2 separate regions of the Rattus norvegicus genome follow, and region 2 is linked to region 1. The links are chromatin contacts, called in public Hi-C maps. All regions are on one chromosome and are shown on one strand. The core of a region is the stretch at or near the end of the contact, and the rest is flanking DNA. Distances in the headings are between cores, read along the strand shown.

Region 1 (4,810 bases), core at 387-2,886:
AATTGTAAGCAGCTTCTGCTCCAAAGCTGATTAACAACCCCTAAGGAATTCCTCTATTAACCACTGTGCTTACCCTACTGCCATTATAGATTTGAACTCATTAAACAGCTATGTACATCTTTTATAAACCAGCATTGTTTACTGTGCTTCCTGAGATTTAGCTAAAATAATGCTCACTGAATGCACATTAAAAGAATAAACTGCATATAATGATTAAAACTTATAAGGCAAACTTTCTGATGTCTCGGGATGTGTTTAATTGTGAAAGGTACTTTCGCAATCAAACTCTCCATTTGGTAAAGATACACATTTGGATATAATTAACTTGTCTTGAACTATATCATGAGATCGTTCCATAGGCTTTAGAATTTTATTTACTGCATGATAGGATGAGAAGGTTAAATCTTTCCTTTCAGTAAAAGGCATGCCCCTAAGTTTCTCACAAGGATAAATGACAGTTGATGCAATTTACACCCACTAAGATTTCAGTAACTTGATGCGATGGCTTTGGCAGCAAATTTACCAAATGTAAAGCATCAAGTTGCCTGGAGTCCCAGAGGTCCCCACAGACTTCCCTCGGGATTGTGCCAGGATAAAAGCCTAGAGTTTTCCATCAGTGACTACCTGCTTTGCCAAAACTGAACTATTTTAGGATCTTTTTTTCAGGCAGGGGTTTATATCCTACAGCAAGTGTCTCTGACCCAAACCTTTAGGAGAGAGAGAGAGAGAAAGAGAGAGAGAGGGGGGGGGAGAGAGAGAAGCTGGAGGAGGATAAAATGATCAAATTCTATGAAAAAAATTTAATTAAAGGGAAATGAAAAAGATCCTCCGTCCATATCATTCCAGCTCCAGGTGAACTACTCTAAAACATTTCCCTACTTTACTGTTCTGTTCTCCAAATCACTGTACCCAGCTTTCTCCCACTGCAGGAAATAATTTATGTAAAAATCACCCATTCAGGAACAGGACAGTGAGGAAACAATAACCATTACCCAAGACAGAAGGAAGATTTTGAAAGCATGATTCACCTAAGCCAGGTAGCGTGTTCACAGAAATTATCAAAGTGGATGCACGATGACCTAAAAGAATACACATGAGACATAAAGATTGCATTGTGATAAATAATCGAAGCAGCAAATATAGTCGCCTTGAAAATACATGTGTCTTCTGTAAGAGACTTCAAGGGAGAGCAAGTTATGCGGATGAATTGTTTTAGCTGATGGCTTGAAAAGCTCAGCCACAGGCAGAACACTAAGCCAGCAGTGTCCTGTTGTCCACACACTCCACCCTGTCTTCAGGGACAGAACTTGGGACAAGAGGTATCAGCAGTAAGCAGTGGCGAGATGATATGACAAAACTATCACATCGTCACAGGATGTTGAGTCAAAGTTGTTCGCCTCCTGTTTTAAGTCCTGAAACTAAGGATCTCCTGGTGGAATGAGGCATTGTTTGCAGGGGACTCCCTTCCATGCACAAGGCCACCCACTTCCATTCTCGCCAAGATACAGGAGAAAATGTACCAGTCAGCTACCGAGTGCTGATACGATGAGAACAGGAAGATACTACTCAACAGCGTTTGCGTCTGTCCTTACTCTCCAGTGTGACTCTGAGCTGTCCTTGTGACCAGCTATTTCACTGAGGAACTTCAGAAGTGAGGCGTCTGACCCACAGAGAGTTACGTAAGATGCACAGTCACACAGCTGGGAAGTAGCTGACTGGGCTCTGAGCCAGCTCTAGGGTCGGTGACGTAAATCATCAGCCCCTGGCTCTATCAGAACCTTCCGTTTGAAACTTATTTGCCTTACAAGCAAGATTAAATATTTGCAAATAATTTAAATAGAATGGTATGTGAACAGGTGAACACAACATTTTTTGCAGGGCACAAAATAATGACTTTTACAAAATAAGGCAAAAGTCATTTGACTGCTCTGGGGTCTTATAAATATTAGTGAAGCCATTTCTTAATTTGTGTATGTGGAGATGTGAGTGCAGGTATCTTAGAAGCATCACATCCTTGGGGGCTAAAGCCATAGGCAGCTGCGACCTGCCTGGCCTGTGTGCTGGGGACACCAGACCCTAAGCAAGGGAGTGAGCACTGTAACCACCGACCGACCGCAGAAACCAGTATTTTGTTCCATCCCATTGTAAACTTGTAATCGATTTTATTGTTTTCTCAAGTAATAGAAAGTCTAGATTTTATAAATTGAGCACCAATCTAAACTCTTTTCGAAGTTACAATACAGACTAGGATCACTGTGACTTCTCAGCTGTTCTCTTCTGACTGTGATTTTCACCTTCCAGGTTACATGATGAGTTCAAAAGCAAAAGTCAGGCGTTTTCCCAAGAGCTTTTGTCATAGAAAGCCATGCAATATCTCTGGTTATGAGTCAATGGCCTGGGTCAATGAATGCAGCGAATACTAGTCGTATGAAAAACTGCAAAAGATTTCTTAAAGTGACATTGTTTGATAATCAGACAATACGGTGATTCTTCCTCACAAAGGGAGTTTAAACTGGATACGGAGGAAGCCACTAGAGGTCTTTGTAATTCTTTTGGACAGAAAGCCACAGCCAACCAAAGGATCTCTTAGGAAACTTCATACTTTGGCCACAATGCATGTGACACAAGTACTCAAAATTACCCACATTTCCCAGTGTGTATAACATCATACAATTCTAAATATGCCATTTGTCAGGTTTAAGTTTCCTAAAGTGAAATTAAGATAGGAAAAAAAACTAAAGTAAAAAATACTATACACACATTGTTTGTGATGAGGCATAAGAGTTATTTAAAGGTCCATAACCCTTAATATAAAAAAGATCAGAATAGACTGGTAATTATAATCCCATATATACACGGGGATGGTAAGCCATTTTTTTCCACCTTACCACTTAATTATATAATAATAGTTTTCTATTTTGGTTGGTTCTCTTTTCCTACATTGCAATAGAGATTCTAAATATGAAAAAAAAATTTCCAGGTCAAATAGTTGGTTTTGGCACAGAAGCAGCAAGTAAGGGTCCACCGCCCTGCTTTCATTTGGTGGACTTCAGAGTGGTACCTCCTTGGCTTTCAGTCATGGTGTTCAATAGTGAAAGGTTTAAGGAGCTTGACTGGCATATTGAGCACACTGTCAGCTGGCAACTGACAGCCCTGGGTGCTGAGTGAATATTGGAGGGTACCAAAAGTCTGGCAACCTAACAGAAATGGAGCCTTGGAAGTCTTGGTGAAAATGAATAAGACATAAATAAGAACCAATGTTCTTAGACCCAGAATTGCTCTTGTCTAAAGCAGATGCAGAGACAAAAATAGAGCAGAGACTGAAGGAAAGGCTATCCAGTGCCATCCCAACTTGGGATCACATGCACCCATGCACAGGCACTAAACCCTGACACTATTATTAATGCCATGTTGTGCTTGCAGACAGGAGCCTAGCATGTCTGTTCTCTGAGAGCTTCTACAAGCAGCTGACTCAGACAGATGCAGATACTTACACCCAACCATTGGACTAAGGTTGGGGATCCCTATGGAAGAGTTAGAGGATTGAAGGAGCTGAAAGGAATTGTAACCCCATAGGAAGAACAACAGTATCAACTAACCAGGACCCCTCAGAGCTGCCAGAGACTAAACCACCAACCAAAGAGCATACACGGCCTGGTCCATCCCTCCCCCTACATATGTAGCAGAGGACTGTCTTGTCTGGCCTCAGTAGGAGAGTATGCACCTAATCCTGTAGAAAGTTGATATACCACAGAAGGGGGATGCTGGCTGGGGTGAGGTGGGAGTGGGTGGGTGGGGGAGCACCCTCTCAGAAGCAAAGGGAAAAGGGAATGGGGTGAACAACTCGGGGAGGCAAACTGGAAGGGGCAACATTTGGAATGTAAATGAATAAAATAATGTAATAAAGAGGAGACAATCTCTCCTTTACATTGTGATGAAGACTGGATGAGAGATTCACTGGATCAGAAATCAACCTGTGTTCTGCCTACTTCTAACTTGAGGAAAATAACAATCTCTGTGATCTAAAGCACAACACATAAACCAATCAGTGTACTAATAATGATTGCTACCTTCTTTGACAATTCTTTTTCTTGAGCATCAGACACTCATAAATATAACTGAGTCCTAAACCTCCTCATAAAGTGCTAATTAAAAACTTACAGACCAAGCCTCTGAAGAGCCTGCACTGTGAGGTCTGTAATTCTAAATTGTTGCAACACGGTGGCTTTGTCTTCTTGGGGAGGATGCAAATGCCTTGCCAGACGTGGAACTCTAAGGGGAACAACAAGGGGAAGGATCATCTGTCTAGTCTGCTCATGCATTCAGTGGAAACGAGGTAGACCCTAGACACATGGCTGTACTTGGTGCTGACCACGAATTGAAAAGGAACCAAGAGTTTGATTTTGCTGTCATTGTGGCTGCACTTTTTTTATACATTGGTCCAGAATATCTAGTTGGGATTTCATCGAGGAGAAGCTTAGCATTGTTTGAGTTCCTTTTCCCACAGCAGTGCTAAAAGTGATCAGCCACAAAAGATAAACAAGGAACATTGCTCTTCCTGTATTGTACAATACTTGTTTAATCTGTGGACAGCAGCGTTGCTGGACTGAATACTGACTGTAACAATGACCTTCTGCAGAGTTGGCTGGCTTCGAAGCCTGTGGGCTTCTCTTTGTTGATAATAGAATATTTTCTAGATCAGGACTTGTTAAATGGCAGACTTTGTAGACTAATGGGCATAAGCCATTCACTCACTACTATATGGTCAGATTTGGTTTAGTTGATTGGAATTCTTTAAGCCAATGGATGG
Region 2 (5,456 bases), core at 996-3,495, 170 kb before region 1:
CACCCATTTTGGTGGGCTGTTTCGGCAGCAGCATTTATATAAGATTTAATTAAGGCGCCATATTATTATAGACAACTCTTCAGCATGCTAGCACACAAATTTGCTCATGTTTGGGGATGAGAAAGAAAACCAGAATCTTTATGTTAGAATATTGGCTTCTGGTTCACATTATGCTTAACGTGGGTTTTGAAGAAAACAATTAGTCAAGTGCGTACATTTCCAGTGTATTTTTAGAATAGACAAAACAACGTGGCATAAAATTGTGTAAGGGATGATTTGTGGCAAAAAGAACTAAAAATATGTTTCAATAGCTTATTTTTACCCAATATAATGGTTTAATTTTTCATGTCAGAAGCCATACAGTGTACAGTTGGTATAGTTTCCATAGGAAATACGCAACATATTTACCAGCTGCCTGGATATTTAAAAATACTATCTAACTTAAAGTGAATGTTCTTCTCATTTGGCTAGACAAGAGATTTTTAAAGCTGTATTTTATTTTTAGCTCACAGAGACTAAGGCAGCAAGACATAGGGCCTGCCTAGGTCTGCACCAGATCCTCTGTGTATGTTATGACTGTTAGCTTGGTGGCTACCTAAGGGTGTTAGCGGGTGTGTCTTGGACTCTTTTGCCTGCTCTTGGGACTGTTTCCCTCCTGTTGGGTTATCTTGTCCAGCCTTGCTATGAGGGTTCTCCTTGCCTTACTGTTTCTTCTTTTGTCCTGCCTGGGTTTTGTCTGCAGTTCGGTTGTTTGTAGACCTCTTCTTTTCTGAAGAGAAATGGAGTGGGGATGTAGCTGGGAAGCAGGGAGGTGGGGAAGGCTGGGAGGAGTGAAGGGAGGAAAACTGTGGTCAGGATGGATTGTATAAGAAAATAATTTATTTTCAATTAAAAACGATTTATTTTATTCTATTAATATGTCTGTATGTGGAGTGGGGGGATACGCACATGAACGCTATTATGTAACAGTGAGAAGCTGGCATTGCATTCCACAGAACTGAATTAATAGTGGTGAGTCACCCAGCATGGGCTCTGAGAACCAAACTTGGGCGCTCTGCAAGGGCAGCAAGTGCTCTTGAGTACTAAGCTGCATATCCAGTTCCAAACTGAGGACTTTCCAAACTTGTCAGATTCTCCAAAATGAGAAAAGGAAGTGTTTACAGAGACGCTGGCTTTGACATGACCGAATTTGAAGGAGCTTATGGGATGAGTTGTAGAATTGTACTATTGGGGCCATTACACTCCCAGCCCTGGATCTCCATTTTGGATTCTCCAGCTTTGCTAAGTAGACATCATTAGAACTTAAATTGCCTGGAGAAATGAAAAATAATGGTCTTGGGTTGCATTCTTGTTAAAGGACTAAAATGTCTCCAGTTACGTATAGGAGTGTGATTTGTCAATACTGGGAAAACAGGCATGCTAAGATCTTTCCTCTTCAAGACTTAGTTGATTGTCGTGTGTGCGTGCGTGCGTGTGTGTGTGTGTGTGTGTGTGTGTGTGTGTGTGTGTGTTAGTGTGTGTTTGCTTGTGTGTGTGTGTTAGTGTGTGTTAGTGTATGTGTTTGCTTGTGTGTGTGTTAGTGTGTGTTTGCTTGTGTGTGTGTGTTAGTGTGTGTTAGTGTATGTGTTTGCTTGTGTGTGTGTGTGTGTTTGTGTGCAAGTGTGTGCACACAGGTGCATGTGCCAGTGCATGTAAGGGAGAGGGCTCTCATGTAGCACAGGGTGCCTTGAACTTGCTATGTAGCTGAGGATGACCTCGAACTTCTACACTTTCTGCCTCCATGTACAGTATGCTAAGATTAAAGGCCTGCGTCATAATGCTGGTTTAAGTGTTACTGGAGATTGAACCCAGGGCCTTGTGCCTGCTAGGCAAACATTACCACCTGAGCCACATCTCATTCCTCTTGACTTCATTTTGGAGGAGTATGGTACAATGAATGTGTAAGTCATGTTGTCAGGAAAATGTGCTTAAGTACGGTTGTTCTCTATTTTTAGAAACATATAGAACAGTGTATCACTAATTCACTAAATATTTTATTTACTTTATTCCAAATTCGAGGAGGATACAAAAGAATCAATAGATTGTTCTTGTATTGAAGTTACATGGGTAGGGATGTGGAGAGAGAGGAGGGGAAAATATGATCAATACTCAGTTTTTGAAAAAAATTTAATTAGAAAGCGCTCATAATGCTTTAATCTGAGTGTCATTCTAATTCTGTGAGTGGCATTGACCATAATATGCCAGCAGGTGGCAGTATAGGATTTTTTTCCTCCACCAAAACCAGTCAGTCTTGCAGAGTAGGGGTTAGGTTAAAAATTAAAGGCTCCTTTCAAAGCTTTCTTTGACCGAGCTACAGAGTGTGTGCAGCATGGCAAATACACATTTGTGGGTTTCTGGCTTTGTCTTGTGTCACTTGTATTCAAAACTGCAGTGAAGGCATTTGTAAGTTAATACCAGAAAGCTTGTTTCTACCTGTCCTTGGTAGAAATATCTTGCTACCACCCATCAGTAACTTTAAAATGCAGGGGCTACAGAGTTATTTTTCTACTGTTTATTTATGCTAATAGTAATGTGCCTACTGTTAATATAGAAAATTATGCTTATTGGAATATCACAGACTTTTTCATATAAGATTTACATTTTAGCAGTTTATCAAGCAGGGAGTGCTTCCCTTCAGTGTCGAGTTTTGTTTTTCTCATTTATCTACTAGGAAACGCTTAAGCAGCAAGGTGTGAGAGCATTGACTTCCAGGGTGGTGGGAAACAGCCAACAGCCTTTCATGCTCTTGCCAGATTTTCCTGGGAAAAACATGCAGTTCTATCTTTGGAAGCTTTATCTCAGAATCACATTGCCCTGTGTGCCCTGAGCAGGCTGGTGGCAGGAGGGACAAAGGGCATCTTTGCCAGGCACAGCTCTCAATTCCAGAGGTTCTGTCGGGAAAAGCAACTCCCCAAATCTAAAAAAAGAACAGAGAGATAGCACGGTGTTTACTCAGATTAATACATCTTGCCAACAGGAAAACATCTGACTTCTTTGTTTCTTTTTGTCTATTTGTTTGGCTTCACTTTATCTTCTGAAACTGAATTTAAAAAAAAAACCCTGTGCAGAGAACTTTTATGTGCCCAATGGTGTACAAGAACCACAGAGCCTTGATAGCGACTCACAGAGGGCTATGTGACTAGGTTAGAAGTTGAAACACGTGTTTTTGTTTGTTTGCTTTTTACTTTATTTTCTTTTTGTCATCCGATGCATGTGCATGAATTTTAATTTCATCTGTTTATTCTTCATGAAGGCAGAAGAGAATTTCATGTTAGCTGAGCACTGTTATTTAGAATCCAGTAAAAGTTGGGTTGTTTATCACTCTGCAACATTCAGGAATGTCATTGTACAATGTCTGTTTCTCAGGAATGATCCAGATTGCACACAACTACTAAAAGACTTTCCTTTAATCTGAGCCCTATGTCATTTTACCTTTGAGTATCTATCCTCTTGGAAACTCTCTAAGGATCTCTGACTGCAAGACTGAAGCCAAAGCCACTTAGGATTCCAGAACACTGTCTCCTCTTTGTAGGAGAAGATCTGATCATCCCAAGTAACTTGACCTGTTGCATTGAAACTGTTAACACAAGAAAGACATGTCCAGGGCCCCAGATGCTATGAACTAAGAACTCTGTCTGTCTGTCTGCCTATTACCAATCATCCATCTGTCTAACTATATACATACATATCTATGCATGTACTTATGTGTGTTTATATGTATGTATATACTTCTGTCTACCATCTATCTACTATCTATCTATCTATCTATCTATCTATCTATCTATCTATCTATCTATCTATCTATTATCTATCTATCTATCTATCTATCTGTCATCTATTATCTTCATCAGCATCTGGCTGGCTGTTATCTGTCTATTTGAGGTCAATCGAAGCAGAGTAGGATGATGTTATAAATAGAGATAGTTTTCCCTTAGCTAGAACTTTTGGCTACTCATTAATCTGACTGGATCTTGTTGACTTTACTTTTGCTAATAAAGCAAGAAAAAAGTTTTGAGTTTAAATACTAGAGTCAAAACTAGATCTTTCTTTGAACTAGCCACTTAAGCAAGGCTTGTCATTCAGGAGAATATTGTGACTTACAGGTTGTGCAGATAGAAATAAATCAAACGCCTCCTAACTTCCAGCGTGAGAAGTTTGTTCAAGTTCAGATGCTGAACAGAGGGCTGCCTCCTCCTGTTTGTGAAGGGCCTGGGACAGCTTGGAGCAACCTCCCCATCCATGCTCTCCCCATGGTGGCAGCTGCTGCTCCTCTCACTGTCACTAAGTCTCTGCGTGTTACCAACCTCTTCCTGCACGTGAAAATCATCTTTAAAAAATTCATAACTTTTAATTTTATTAAAGAATAGAAAAGAAGTATTTTTTTAAAAAAAACACCTTTAGCCATTTATCATCCACTCATTTTGGGGAAAGTCTCTCAGGTCAACTTTTTTATCATGTGTGACATTTATAGCAAGCATATTTACACGTCTGTGTTTTCATGTGTGTGTGTGTGTGTGTGTGTGTGTGTGTGTGTGTGTGTACACGCATGCACACATGGAGGACTGAGGTGGATACCAGGAGTCTTCCTCTATCCCCATTTCACAATATTCAATGAGGTGGGTCTCAATCAAACCCAGAGTTCTGACAGGGCAAGTCTTGCTAACCAGCTCGCTTCCTCTGGAGATCTCTGTCTCCACTTATAAAGGTTAGAGTTATAGGTGACCATCACAACCAGATAGCATTTGCATGTGTTCTTGGAATAGAGACTCTAATGTTGTTGGCATGGCAAGGGCTTTAACAATTGAGCCACACTTCCAGCCACTACTATTATCTCTTTATCTTTTTTAAAATTATTTTTATTGGATATTTTTATTTATATTTCAAATATTATCTCCTTTCCCGGTTAACCATGCATAAACCCCTATCCCATCCCTCCTCCCCCTGCTTCTAGGAGGATGTTCTCCCTACCCAACCATCCACACCTTCCACCTCCCCGCTGCATTGACATTGCCCTACACTGGGGCATCAAGCCTTGGCAGGACCAAGGGCCTCACCTCCCATTGATGCCCAAAAAGGCCGTCCTCTGTTGCGTATGCAGCTGGAGCCATGGGTCTGTGAATGTGTGTTCTTTTGATGGTGGTTTAGCCCCTAGGAGCTCTGGTAGGTTGGTATTGTTGTTCTTATGGGGTTGCAAGTCCCTTTAGCTCCTTCAGTCTTTTCTCTAACTCCTCCAATGGGGATCTTCTTGGGTCAGTGGTTTGCTGCTAGCATTCACCTCTGTATTTGTCATGCTCTGGCAGAGCCACTCAGGAGAGATCTATATCACCTATATCACCTGTCAGCATGCAATCCTTGGCATCAGCAATATTGTCTGGGTTTGGTGGCTATATATATATATATATATATATATATATATA

What was found. A called contact is a pair of places that touch in the nucleus more often than the background predicts.
Region 2: a contact with region 1 is called in a Hi-C map of hepatocytes, with 2.8 times the contacts expected there. The contact joins two enhancer-like sites. A contact is called at or near these places in 3 of 12 Hi-C or Micro-C datasets (hepatocytes, liver and mammary epithelial cells).

What each region holds. Positions count from the first base shown.
Region 1 is chr2:13,210,702-13,215,511 of GRCr8, reverse strand. The region is part of intron 86 of Adgrv1 (adhesion G protein-coupled receptor V1); the gene reads left to right. Among named protein-coding and RNA genes, the nearest start is that of Rnu1-149, 85 kb to the right of the region's middle. Within about 2 kb of position 1,636, at least 37 of the 93 cell types and tissues checked have an H3K27ac peak or open chromatin away from gene starts, as enhancers often do. A contact at or near this core is called in hepatocytes and liver, where this site is marked.
Region 2 is chr2:13,380,705-13,386,160 of GRCr8, reverse strand. All of the region lies in intron 84 of Adgrv1 (adhesion G protein-coupled receptor V1), which reads left to right. Among named protein-coding and RNA genes, the nearest start is that of Rnu1-149, 260 kb to the right of the region's middle. Within about 2 kb of position 2,245, at least 9 of the 93 cell types and tissues checked have an H3K27ac peak or open chromatin away from gene starts, as enhancers often do. A contact at or near this core is called in hepatocytes and liver, where this site is marked.